Linked DNA regions of Zea mays: region 2 is linked to region 1. Evidence: chromatin contacts called from public Hi-C data. All regions are on one chromosome and are shown on one strand. The core of a region is the stretch at or near the end of the contact, and the rest is flanking DNA. Distances in the headings are between cores, read along the strand shown.

The links. A called contact is a pair of places that touch in the nucleus more often than the background predicts.
Region 2: a Hi-C map of ear shows a contact between it and region 1, with 2.7 times the contacts expected there. The contact joins the promoter of LOC100272273 here to the promoter of LOC100192930 in region 1. A contact is called at or near these places in 2 of 25 Hi-C or Micro-C datasets (ear and tassel).

The regions. Positions count from the first base shown.
Region 1 is chr10:109,219,968-109,226,936 of Zm-B73-REFERENCE-NAM-5.0, reverse strand. It overlaps LOC100192930, which reads left to right and starts at 3,164. Exons shown (of 16, transcript XM_008664907.2): 1 at 3,164-3,635; 2 at 4,841-4,942; 3 at 5,099-5,165. The coding sequence starts at 3,267.
Region 2 is chr10:109,543,460-109,550,428 of Zm-B73-REFERENCE-NAM-5.0, reverse strand. It overlaps LOC100272273, which reads left to right and starts at 3,848. Exons shown (of 9, transcript NM_001146761.1): 1 at 3,848-4,213; 2 at 4,326-4,418; 3 at 5,393-5,497; 4 at 5,765-5,917; 5 at 6,474-6,572; 6 at 6,661-6,789. The coding sequence starts at 3,932.

The DNA.
Region 1 (6,969 bases), core at 1,915-4,414:
CAGTGGAGAAAGGAGTTCGGTACAGACACAAGGTCATTGTTTTGTTAACATTACTTATCTTGATTCTTGAAAGAGATACACACAATAAAATTAAAGAGAAGAGTATTCACTGCTTTCCTTTGCAATATTATCCCTATAAATTCATTTGCAAGAGTCTTCTTTTTAACATCGTTATTGTGCATGTCAGGTGTATCTTATAGTTCAGATATGGGGTTACAACATTACTTTTGCTATCAATTTTAGTTCGTACAAGATAGTTTGCCATGATAAACAAGCAAACTTTGGTTAAATTTGCAATTATCAGAAGTCTCTAAAATACAGATACTGTTTAAACCATCTCAGTAATTTGATTGCTTAGGATGTTTTAGTGTTTGTGGTAAAATTGACCCTTGGAGAGAAAAAGGACCAACTCTTGTTTTCCAATCCCTGTATCCCACTTCAACTAGATATCTAAATCACACCTACTCTTTTAGAAAAGCCTATGCAGTGGATTTAGTTCTGGTATTTTATTTACTTTCCAAATGCTTGGATGTAAATCCATCGATCCAAAAAAGAACCATCTATGGAATTCTGGAGGTTAAGATCATCTAAACTATTGATGCAAGCATAATTGCATTTTATCTTTGTTGCTTCATTTGTTTTCTGTAAGCAAGATGTAGTTTGAAAAAACTCATATATCTAACATGACATTTTCCTTTTCTGTTCTTTGTTATAGGGCTGGAAAAACTTTAGCAAGATTGCAAGGGATTTGGTGCGTTGTATGCAAAAAAATAGATGACAACCAGCGTACTCCCGTTACAACGCACGAGCACACACCTAGTCTCTACTAACTATTAAGAAGCTAATGTAGACCGCCCCCACCTCCCCTTATCGCGCGTCGCATCACCAACCTCCCGCTGCATGCAAGCCGCACAAGCTCTGCATGCAAGCATGCAGAGCCACCGCACAAGTCGCTGCATGGCTGCTGCATGCAAGCATCGTGTCTCCCTCCACTCATGAAGCGTCGTGGAAATTGAGGGGGCTGGCCTGGTGGCTGGCTGCTGTCCGCCTGTCCCTCTGCTGCAAGCCTGCAGTGCTGCTCAGTTGTTGTCGACTCGATAGATTCCCCTACCCGGGCAGGGCTAGCCGGCTAGCCCTATGAACTCGAGACCCGGTTCGCAATCTTACTCTTACCCGCTGGGCGCAGCCGCTGGTAGCATCGTAAATCTACAATTTCCAGTTCGAGAATAAAATTAGCTAGACAAAAACCACAAATCCAACAAAATCTAATATGTACTCGCACAAAAACAATTAGCCACATATACTTTTTAATTTAGGTCATCAACCACTATGCACTAAGGAACACTATGCAAGCACTGACGGGGCTGGACGGGAGGAACCTAGCGAGGCGCCACCCATCGTGTTTCCTCTGAGGCTCTGCGATTGTCGTTGTCTTGTTGCATGCACTGAGGCTGAACGCGCTGCTGCTCCTCTGCCTGTGCGCGTTCCCCGCCTCGGCGCGGTCGCAGAACACGACCATGGCCATGGCCGCGCCAGCATCCGTCGAGGGGTTCAACTGCACCGCCAACCGCACGTACCCATGCCAGGCGTACGCACTCTACCGCGCCGGCTTCGCGGGTGTGCCGCTCGATCTCGCGGCCATCGACGACCTCTTCGCCGTCAGTCGCTTCATGGTCGCGCACACCAACAACCTCTCCACGACGGCCGCGCCGGCCAACGGGTAGCCGCTGCTCGTGCCGCTCCAGTGCGGCTGCCCCTCCCGGTCCCCTAGCTCGTATGCACCGATGCGGTACCAGATCGGCCTAGGGGACACCTATTGGATCGTCTCCACCACCAAGCTGCAGAACCTCACGCACTACCAGGCCATGGAGCGCGTGAACCCCACGCTGGTGCCCACCGACCTCGACGTTGGCACCATGGTCACGTTCCCCGTCTTCTGCCAGTGCCCGGCCACCGCCGACAACGCCACGACGCTCGTCACCTATGTCATGCAGCCCGTGGACACGTACGTGTCCGTTGCCGCCGCCTTCTCCGTTGCCTATCCACAGTGAAAGACACGATGTGGCGGCCACCTGTGCATGCACTGAGGATGAGCGCGCTGCTGCTGCTCCTCTGCGCGTTCAGGGGCGGACCCAGGAAATAATGGGACTGAGGGTATACTTGCAAAGATGAGCGCTAAAATACTAAAAGAGCCTCTAAGTTAGTCTGACCAGGGGACCTCATAGTAAAAATCTAGACACTACTACTTACAACAGAGAAATGAGCGGGGGCCTGTGCCCCCACTCGCATCAACGTAGGTCCGCCCCTGTGCGCGTTCCCCACCCCGGCGCGGTCGTAGAACACGACCACAACCACGACCAAATTTATTCAACTAGATGGAGCCGAAGGCTGAAGGTACAACTGGTGATAAAACAATATATGATTTGTGCATGAATATGTGCTTCAGCTTGTGCAACATAAGACAAGTTAGAAATTTAACTATCTGCGTGCGGTCATTAATGTCTTAGAAATTTTAACTCTTGTGGCAACGCACGAGCACATATCTAGTTAGGGCCCGTTTGGCACAGCTCCAGCTCCTGATTCTAAGCGAGGATCTAGAGGAGCCGTGCCAAACGAGTATTTTTAAAAACTGATTCTCGTGTGGAGCCGAAAGATCAAGAGTCGTTTTTGTGAAAAAAGGTGGGATCTAAAAAAACCTGCTCCACCCTCCCTTAAAACAGCTCCTCAACCAACCAAATATAGACCTCCCCTTAAAGTTTGATCGAAATTACCCGCAATTGCCATTGGACAAAAACATAACGAGCCAATTTATGGATTAAACATTTGAGACCATTTTATGCACTACTATGATGGGAATATTTTATATGTTATTGTTTCATATTTTTCCGTATATGCATCCTACTTATTGGTTTGTAACAGAGTTGAACTGCAAAGGGTAAAACAGACAATCGCCACAGACCACCAACTCTCAGAAGACAAGAATCAGTTTACTTGCCAAACGGTTTAAAAATAATTCTGATTTTCTAGGAGAATCAGGAGGATCAGCTCCTCACGAGGATCAGGATCCGGAACTAAAGAAGCAGGAGCTGGAGCTTTGCCAAACGAGCCCTTAATCTTATGACTGAAGTAAAGGACCCTAACCCTTGTCGTGTCGGTTTGTCCTCGCTTCAGTTACCCTCGTGACTGACACCCAATGGGTTAATCATAGTTTACCTCCGGCGCATTCTTAAACCCCTACCTAAGCTGCATAGCTAGGGTTTCCACGCATGGCGACCACGACGCCGCCTACGGCGATCCTAGGCACCCTCGTCGACTTCACATCGCGGGAGAACTGGGACAAGTTCTTCGCGCTCCGCGGCACGGGGGACAGTTTCGAGTGGTATGCGGAGTGGCCTAACCTCCGGGCCCCGCTCCTCGACCTCCTCGGGGACCGCGGCGCCGCAGCGGGGGCGGCCCAGGAGATCCTGGTGCCAGCGTGCGGGAGTTCGGTGCTGTCGGAGAAGCTCTACGACGCGGGGTTCTGCCGCGTCACCAATGTTGATTTCTCCCGCGTCGTCGTCGCCGACATGCTCCGCCGTCACGCACGCGCGAGGCCAGAGATGCGCTGGCGTGTCATGGACATGACCGACATGCAGGTATTATCCATGTTCTGTAGACTACGGTGTATGGGCTGGGTTAGTTTATGTCGACCTTGCATTCTGGGTTTACCGGCAATGCAGTTGCTTGTCACTGGAATAATTTTAATTTGGGACATTGGTGGTTTGGTAGTTGTAGTGGTGAAGTTTGTTTGTTGAAAATTTGAAATGCTTGTATATGCTATGTTCCAAATTATAAGTCACTTGCGCAGCCAAAATCAAACTTCTCTAAATTTTGACCAAGTCTATAGAAAAATGTACTAATATCTACAACAAATTAGTTTTATTGAATTCACCATGCAATGTGTTGAGAGTAAACTTATTTGGTATTACAGTATAGATGCCAATGTATATTTCTATAAACTTGGCCAAAGTTGGAGAAGTTTGACTTAGGGCAAAACCAAAATGGTCTATAATTTGGAAACCGATGCAGTACTAGTTAATTAGGATTCTGATCTTTGAGCATAATGATAATGTTGGAGCTATTAGTAGTTTCTGCTTTGCAAACTGCGATGCTCTATCAGGCATGTGGTGTTATGGAGATGATGTTGATTACTGGATATAGTGTCAATGTAGTGTCTGAGTTTATTGTCTATCACCTAGCATGTCAACAGTTGATCCATGAGCTCAATGTTTCTGGGCGATTTGAGTAGGCAACACATGGTTCAGCTACATTTGGTTGATTCCAGCTTTTGTGTGCATGAATTCCAGCCTGTACAAGGTTGTAGCCCTAAGGTAGCTTTGACAAGGTACTATAGTGTTGATTCAGCTTCTGTGGCATGGTAGATGAATCCAAACCAAGGGAAAACTTTTCTTTTGATTGGGTTCTAAATTTTCATTTCCTACCTATTTGTTGTTTGTCTTTGGCCTTTCCATTAATAATTGCTAGGTGCTCCTAAGTTTAGTTTAATGTGATTTATTTTTAAGCGATATATTTCCAATAAAAAATATATGACGTTGAATTGCTACTTTGCAATTTATTGATGCTATACTGGTACTGGATTACTGGTCAGTTTTTATGCTGTGTGTATCCACTATTTCTATTACACACGTCTTGTCACATCTACTTGACATATCTAAATGTCGTTTTGCACATTGGCCATTTACCTTCATTCATAGTCATTTTTCATTCATGATTCATGATAAATCTAGCAATGGTTAATACATATTTTCTATTTAAACTATCTGAAGTATGAAATTACCAGTTTGCAGATGGGTCATTTGATGTCATTCTTGATAAAGGAGGACTGGATGCTCTTATGGAGCCGGAGGCTGGGACAAAACTGGGGATAAAATATCTGAATGAGGTATATCAGTGGATTTATGCTGAATTTGAATGCTCTTTTTAGTTGTTAATTGTTAATTGTTAATTTGTTATAATGGATAGATCTGTTGATCCCAATGGAATTGCTATTTTCTTGGACTCTTGGTGAAATGTATGACTGAGCAGGCATCTCTTGTAGGTCAAGAGAGTTATGAAATCAGGAGGGAAGTTTGTGTGCCTTACCCTTGCAGAATCCCATGTTTTAGGTTATTTTCTATCAATCCTCTCCTTTTATTTTCCTTTTCAAATTTAGTTTTTATTGGTCTCTTATACACCTTCCCGATTTCAAGTTTTGATTCTTTTTTGCTTAAATTTTGTTTTGAAGCTTTCAACCAGGCTTCTTTCATTTTGTTTTCCTGTAAATGATTTTACTGAGAGCATCATCTATAACTACATGTAATGATGTAACTACCTCTGTTTCAAAATGTAGGATGCATTAGGATCTGGAAAAGCAAACTTCGTAAATTTTGACCAATGATTACTCAAATTATATGTATGCTTAGGACATATAGACATTGTCACATAGGTTGACACAACCCCTGTCTCACCCATGCAGTGGCACTGTAGCCCATGTGAGAACTACCATGACCGGGGCTGGTTTTAGACCTATGCTTTGGTGTGGGACAGACAAGGGATTTTTTTAACCCGAGCCTAAAATTCGCTCTCATAGGGACGAACTCAGGACCTAACTAACTCAGCTAAAGGTCTATTCACAATATCTATAGATTCACATATCTTCTAATACATATTGTTTTCCAACAATTTTATGATATATTATAAGAGTATAATCGATGTTCGAAGTATACTTCTAGACCTTTGTGATTCTTACTATGCCTTATAAAAAGAATCGAAAGTAGTAGTATAATTTCAAAGGTTGTAAAATCATTGAACCATTTAAGCAATGTTTCTGGTGTTTTCATGCTCCCCATCAAGATCCTTCGATACTAGTGTTCAAGAAGCTTTAAAAGTTTATACGGAGTCTTGAACACAATACTAATTGAATAGTGGTACTTACCGTGTTTTCGTTTGGATGACTCTTTTGGTGACACCATTAGAGGTTTTATGCGTAGGATCCAAGAATTTGAGGGTAGAGAGGCATTGAAAAGAATGAAAGGGGGTAATACGATGGGCCATGATGACATCTCAATTGAGGCGTGGAGATGTTTTGGGAATATAGCTATAATATGGCTAACCAAATTGTTCAACCATATCTTCGGGTCGAACGAGTTGTGTGACGAGTGGAGAAGTATATTTGTACCGATCTACAAGAATAAATGACATATTCAAAGTTGTACTAATTATCTGCGAATTAAGTAGATGAGCCATACTATGAAGCCGTGCTAGAGAGTTATTGAGCATCGTCTGAGAGGAATAGCGAGGATCTCTTTGAACCAATTTGGTTTCATGCCCGGAGGTCAACCATGGAAGCCATTTTCTTAATATGACAAGTGAGTAGCATATGGTTTAGAGGTAGGACCTATACATGGTTTTCGATGACTTGGAGAAGGCTTATGACAAAATACCAAGAAATGTTGTGGGCTTTGGACAAACATATAAGTTCCAATGAAGTACGCTGGACGCATTAAGGACATGTACAACAATGCTGTAACTAGTTCGAACAAGCGATGTGGACATAAATAACATCTCAATTAGAATAGGACGACATCAAGGATCAGCTTTGAGCCCTTACCTTTTTTGCCTTGGTGATGGATAAGGTCACAAGGGACATACAAGGTGATATCTCTTGGCGTATGTTTTTTTACAGATGATGATGTACTGCTAGTTGATAAGAGTCGGGCAATAGTAAATAGGAAACTAGAGTTGTGACGAGAGGACTCAAGAGTTCAAAGGTTTTAGACTCAGTAGAACTAAAACCGAATATATGAGATGCGATTTCGGCACTGCTACACATGAGGAAGAATATGTTAGTTTGGAAGGCCAAGTAGTGTCAAGGAAGGAAACCTTTAGGTATTTAGGATCAATGCTACAGAGAGACGGGAATATCTATGA
Region 2 (6,969 bases), core at 2,599-5,098, 320 kb before region 1:
CGCTCCATACTCAAGAACATCCCATATACTTTTGTGGAGTGAGGTTAGATGACCTTTCATTCTAGCACTCCACATAGAATAATCTTCACCCTCAAAAACGGGTGGTTTGCCTAATGGAATGGAGAGTAGAGGAGTATGTTTAGGAATGCGAGGATAGCGTAGGGGATCTTACTAAACTTCTTGCGCTCATGACGCTTAGAAGTGACGGATGGTGCGTCGGAGCCGGATGTAGAAAGTGATGAAGAGTCGGTCTCATAGTAGACCACCTTCTTCATTTTCTTTTTCTTTTCGCCACTCCGATGCGACTTGGTGTGTGAAGGGGACCCCTTCACCTTGTTGCCGGACTCTCCCGATGGAGCCTTCCCGTGGCTTGTGGCGGGTTTCTCGCCGGTTACCATCTCCTTCTTGGCGTGATCTCCCGACATCACTTCGAGCGGTTAGGCTCTAATGAAGTACAGAGCTCTGATACCAATTGAAAGTCGCCTAGAGGGGGGGTGAATAGGCAAATCTGAAATTTATAAACTTAAAGCACAACTACAAGCCGGGGTTAGCGTTAGAATTAAAGTCGAGTCCGAAAGAGAGGGCAAAAACAAATCACAAGCAAAAACGGCGGATGACACGGTGATTTGTTTTACCGAGGTTCGGTTCTTGCAAACCTACTCCCCGTTGAGGTGGTCACAAAGACCGGGTCTCTTTCAACCCTTTCACTCTCTCAAACGGTCACTTAGACCGAGTGAGCTTCTCTTCTCAATCAAACGGGACACTGAGTCCCCACAAGGACCACCACATAATTGGTGTCTCTTACCTTGGTTACAATTGAGTTGGAATCAAGAAAGAATGAAGAAGAAAAGCAATCCAAGTGCAAGAGCTCAAATAAACACAAGTCTCTCTCTCTCACTAGTCACTATTTGATTGGAATGATCTTTGGACTTGGGAGAGGATTTGATCTCTTTGATTGTGTCTTGTATTGAATGCTATAGCTCTTGTAAGGTGTTTGAAGGCTGAAAAACTTAGATGTCATGAATGGTGGGTGGTTGGGGGTATTTATAGCCCCAACCACCAAAAGAGCCGTTGGTGGAGGCTGTTGTCGTATGGCGCACCGGACAGTCACTGTTCACTGTCTGGTGCGCCTTCTGACATCCGGCCGTTGGATTCTGACCGTTGGATCTTCTGACATCAGGGTCACCGGACAGTCACTGTTCACTGTCTGGTGCGCCTTCTGGCGCCTGTCCTGACTTCTGCGCGTGCAGGCGCGCACTGTAGCGCATTTATTGTTCTTGCAGACGATCGTTGGCGCTGTGTAGCCGTTACTCCGCTGGCGCACCGGACAGTCCGGTGCTACACCAGACAGTCCGGTGAATTATAGCGGAGCGGCTCCCAGAATTCCCGAAGGTGGCAAGTTTGGAGTCGGGTTCCCTGGTGCACCGGACACTGTCCGGTGGTGCACCGAAACACTGTCCGGTGGTGCACCGAACACTGTCCGGTGGCACACCGGACAGTCCGGTGCGCCAGACCAGGGCACACTTTGGTTGTCTTTTGCTCCTTTTATTTGAACCTTTTCTTGGTCTTTTTATTGGTTTGTTGTGAACCTTTGGCACCTGTAGAACTCATAATCTGGAGCAAACTAGTTAGTCCAATTATTTGTGTTGGGCAATTCAACCACTAAAATCAATTAGTAAAAGGTATAAGCCTATTTCCCTTTCAGTATTACGATCACATACGCATACCCATGACAAAAAAAGAGACTCACACTAGTGGGTATGAATTTACCCTCATATCCATACCCATGCGGGTATGGGTCATAAACACATCACGTATATCTGAAGTGCATTTAATACTAGTAATGTTAATAGAATTATGTTGATGTCCCAAATAAAGATTTAATCTAAAATTCAATTTAGAAAATTTAAAAATGACCTAGAAAGGGAAAGAGAAAATACTACCTAAAATAAATAAATAAATTCTTCCCACGTTAGTATGTTTAATTTCTACCTAACTTGAATAAGAAATCCTCCACAATGTTTGAAATTCAAGTTGAAATTCAAAACGAAGAAGAAAAGAAAATAGAAAAGGGAAAAGAAAACGAAGAAATTAAAGAAAAAGAGAAAACTCGTTCTTGGCCCAATTTCCCGCCCACAGCCCGGTCTTCCCCTTTCACGTGCGTGGCCCAGGGTGTGTTGGGTTGCACCGACAGCTGGAGCCGGGGCGCCAGCCAACTTGCGCACTCCGCTTACACCGACTTGTGGGGCCACCCTGTCATATCTATCCCCCAACTCTCGGCGCACTCAAAACAGAATAGCGCGTCCTCCGCTCCTTTCTCTCGGCTCGGGAGTTCCCCACCGAGTCTATATGAGATTCGACACCAATTCGCCTCGACTATCAAAACCCAACAAGCCATATCCTCTGCCAATATCACCTCGAGTGGGATCTGGGGAGCTCGCGGCCATACCTCCTGCGATGTGAACCAGGGAGGCCGCTATTGCCGTCCGCCGTCCACGCTGACACCGGGTGCCGGAGAACTTTGTGGGGAAATCACCGTATCGTACAGTGGTTGTGTGGGTCTTGGCGCTCGGGATCGAAAGCCGGGAGGCTGAGGAATTCCTCATCAGAGCTCTCCACCGCCGTGAATCCTTCAATCATCGCGAACCAACCTCTCCATAGCCACGAAACCCCAATATGATCCTCCACCCAATTCACCATCCTCTAGGCATCGCGTAGCAGTCATTGATTGAGTTTTCACGCTTCGTGGCATCAATTCGAACGTTACCGGCGAGGTCGCCAACGCGAGGTTCGGTGGCGAGGCTGCCTACTCTCGTCGGAGTTGGGATGCGAGGGTGAGCGTCTGTCCATGATCGGACGATGGAAATTAGATCGTGGGGTTGTCATTCTGGGTTGCGGCCGTGGCGGTCGGATTGCACGAGTACGATTGAGATTAGGGTAAGACGTACCCCCTTTGGTCGTTGCCTTTGCGTCCTCGGATCCCGATCGGGGGACTCAGGGGTTTTAAATCTATGCCATCAATCATCTGTCGAAGGGATAATAAGACACGACCCATTGTCCACTTGGCCTGTGATGTGTTTGTGCTTTAGGTGTGATACATCGGGCTTAGGTCTAACATGGTCCATTTTATTCTTTTCCATGTTTTTTCTAAAATTATTTATATTATGTTTGAGTATAAAGTATAACACATAAAATATGTGTATTCTGTTGGCTAAGCAGGTATAAATGTGTTTGAAGGCAACAATTATAGTTGAAATCCCTATTATATATAATTTTAACTATTTCTACCATTTAAATGTACCATAGAAAGCAGAGAGAAAAGTATTGAAAGGAGAGGTGATGCATGAACAAACTCCACTTACATAAGACAGACAATTGTAATACATTTGACTCTTCTTTATATATTATTTTTATTAAATATAACAAACACACATTTAAAAATGTTTAAATAACGTACTCCCTTCGTTTATAAATATATGAGACCGTTGACTTTTAAAAAACTTTAACCGCTCGTCTTATTCAAAAAATAATGAGTTATTGTTTATTTTGTTGTGATTTATTTCATCACTTAATATAGTCAATGCTTGACTTAAAATTTTATATTTTTAAATAAATATTTTAAATAAGACAAGTGGTTATAATTTTCGAAAAAAATCAACAATGTCATAAATTTGTGAATGGAGGTACTATAATCTATAATTTAGATTGAAGTGGGTATTAAAATATATGCGAAATTAGTCGATTAATATGTCATCGTGTTGTATTTCTTTCTGCCTAATCTTGCTCAGACAAAAAGGAGGGGAACCGACAGCCGCTTGGCACCGGGCCGGTCCAGGTCCACCCCACCCGAGACAGAGACCAACCGCCGCTGCCCCATCTCCGGAGTCCCGCTCCTAAAACCCCGCCAGCCAGCGGTGCCGCCGCCGGTGACATGGACGACGGCGACACTCCCAGACGCAAATCCGTCCCAGATTGGCTGAACAGCCCGATCTGGTCTGCGCCTCCGCCGTCTCCACGCCACAGCTCCCTTCCCCCCACGGCACCGTCCCCCCCTCAGCCGCCACCATCTCCTCTGCCCCCTCCCCAGCCACGGCGGGATCCGACTCCCATCCCTCCTCCCAACGCCCCACGCGACGCCGATGTTTCAGACGACGAAGGCAAGGGCGCGGGCGCCCCGTCGTGCGCCCACCTCGTCGCTGAGTTCAAAGTCGCGGTGAGTACTGCTGCTCTCGGGGGTGGAGATGGAGTTTTTACTGGGTGTTAAGTTGGGCAGCAGTTTAAGCTCAATTGGGTTGTTTGTATTCTTGCATATTGCGGCGCTGCAGCTGGATAGGAAGGTGGTGGATCTGGCAGAGCTCCGGAGGCTCGCATGCCAGGGCGTGCCCGACGCCGCTGGTATTCGGCCCATCGTCTGGAAGGTCCGAGGATCACCCCATGATCTTCTCAATTCACTGCGTAACTGCATTTATACCCTGACCGAGTGCTTCTCTATCACTCCCTAGCTAGAGAAATGGCATTGCCTATGTTGATGACCCCTGTACTAGTTTCAACCATTCATGAAGTTATAGGTATAACTGTATAAGTGGTCTATGTTGACGAAGTAAGGTTTTTGCATGCTTTCAATCAGTAGTCTATGTTGACTCACAGTCACAGTGTCCTCACATGTCATTATGATAGGGGTGTCAAATCTTGAAAGGCCTGTGAATTGGGTCCCAAATATCAAAATCTCTCAGGTCAAATGGATGAGATAAATCACACCTCAGTGTGCAAGTTTCTTCTGATTTAGAACACTTTGTGTTTTTCAAGGTTTATTTTGTGTGTGCTTCTGATGTTTTTATTTTCACATAAATTCTATCCTATTTGCTTTTTTTCTTGTTTGCCCGTTGCTGAAGAACTGCTCAGCACTTGGTTTGATATTATTCAAGCACTCTGTTAGCTGGGTTGATCATAATTCCATTTGTTTTTAGTTCAGTGTATATTTTAAGCTTAATAATAAGAAGAGCAGAGGCATAATGGCAGTACTACATCATGATATTGAGGTCTACTGATTCTGCAGAAACTGCAGCCACATATTTTAGCACCTCAGCGATTATGAGAATTTTGTTTTCTGTGCTTGGACTTTTGTCAGTTTGTCATGTCTTTTTTATTACTTGTGTTGAATCGTATTTCATTGCATGACTTCTTTTGGAACTGTGATGTAATGACTTTGATTTTTGATGGATAACTTCTGTTTGTGATTCAGTAAAACAAAATCTCAGAACAAACTGCTAGTGTTTAGGTAAACTGGATGGACATTTGCCTGGTCTTGTAGGATGGTGGGTAGTTATGGTCTACAAATTTTCTCCATGTTCTGTACACTACAAATTTATTTGACTTTTTTGATAGTTAGCAGCTTCTCTTGGGATATGTGCCAACTGATCGTGCTCTATGGCCGTATGAACTGGAGAAAAAGAGGTCCCAATACTGTGATTTCAAAGATGAACTTCTGGTTAATCCTGTAAGTGCTTGATGCATGTAGTGTTACAAGAATTATTTTGTGTTTCAGATGCATGCACATATAATTTTTCTAAGAATATATGGAGCCTCATTCATCAGGAATACATGAAGCTTTTATTTCATGGGAAGTAAACTGTTACACTTGTGGACAAAGCAACTAATTATGAACATTCTTGTTCATTATTGCAGATTCATTAATTTGTTTATTTTGAGGAAGCCTTTTGTTCCTTTATCCAACTCTGTAGTAATACATTTATGCTCTGGTCAGTCAGAAGTTACTCGAAGAATGGAGGAAATGACAGCTTCTGAAAGAGAGGAACATAATGCTGAAGGCACCGGTGTGCTACCAAGGGCGGAAATCGTTCGTGATGAGCATCCTCTAAGCCTTGGGAAAACTAGTGTTTGGAACCAATACTTCCAGGTAAATTTACCTAAAATTAATAATTGCTTGCTGTTTTCTCATGTGCTCATATGTACCATATTTTCTATGCTAAGAAGTAGGTTATGTACACATATTTTTTTGCAGGCTCTTAGAGTCTTAGGTCTATGAAATAACAAGCATTACTATGGAATCGAACACCTCTTGCAATGTGAACCAACTTCATGATGATTCTAAATTTTTATTTGATCTAGTCCTGCATCGTGTTTCTAAAATCTGCCTAACCTTCCCCATATTTCATTATAAAAGTAAAATATTTGGTGTGAATTTCTGTATTTGGACTTCTGGAGAGTTGGCCATAAAGCAACATGCTAATTTAATTCTCATGAACTTAATTGATACATGAATTGCTTGCTGATTTTCGTTGTATTTTTGCTACAGCTGTAATTTAGTTTGATTTGATATTGCAGTTTGCTAGTGCTTTTCTGTTGAGTACTAAGAGATTTCCCTTTGGTTTCACTGTTGGTTAGTCAAGTTTTGTTGTGGATATCTCTTCTACAGTTTGCACTACTGAAAATACTGACTATCAATACTTCAGGAGTCTGAGATTGTAGAGCAGATTGATAGAGATGTTAAGCGCACTCATCCGGAGATGGAATTTTTCAATGGGGACTCTTCAGATTCGCTGTCTAATCAGGTAGGTGTGTTCCCTGACATGGGATCACTTTTTTTTTGTTGTCAGTAACATTGTTCAGTTTTTCTAATGCAATATGTTTTGTTTCTAGGAGTCACTAAAGCGTATACTTACAATATTTGCAAAATTGAATCCGGGTATAAGATATGTACAAGGAATGAATGAGGTTTTGGCACCTCTCTATTATGTTTTCAAGAATGACCCTGACCAAAGTCAAGCTGTAAGTCCACTTATTCTGATTATTCTGAGAGTACAAACATTTATGACATTAAATTTCTGTGAACGTAGCATGTATGGGTAAATAATGATAAATGATATGCCTGTTGGAGTGTGAAACTAATCCTGGTGCAGCACTGTCCCCAGAGGGTTTTTTTTCTTCTGAAATATGTGAAGGCAGATA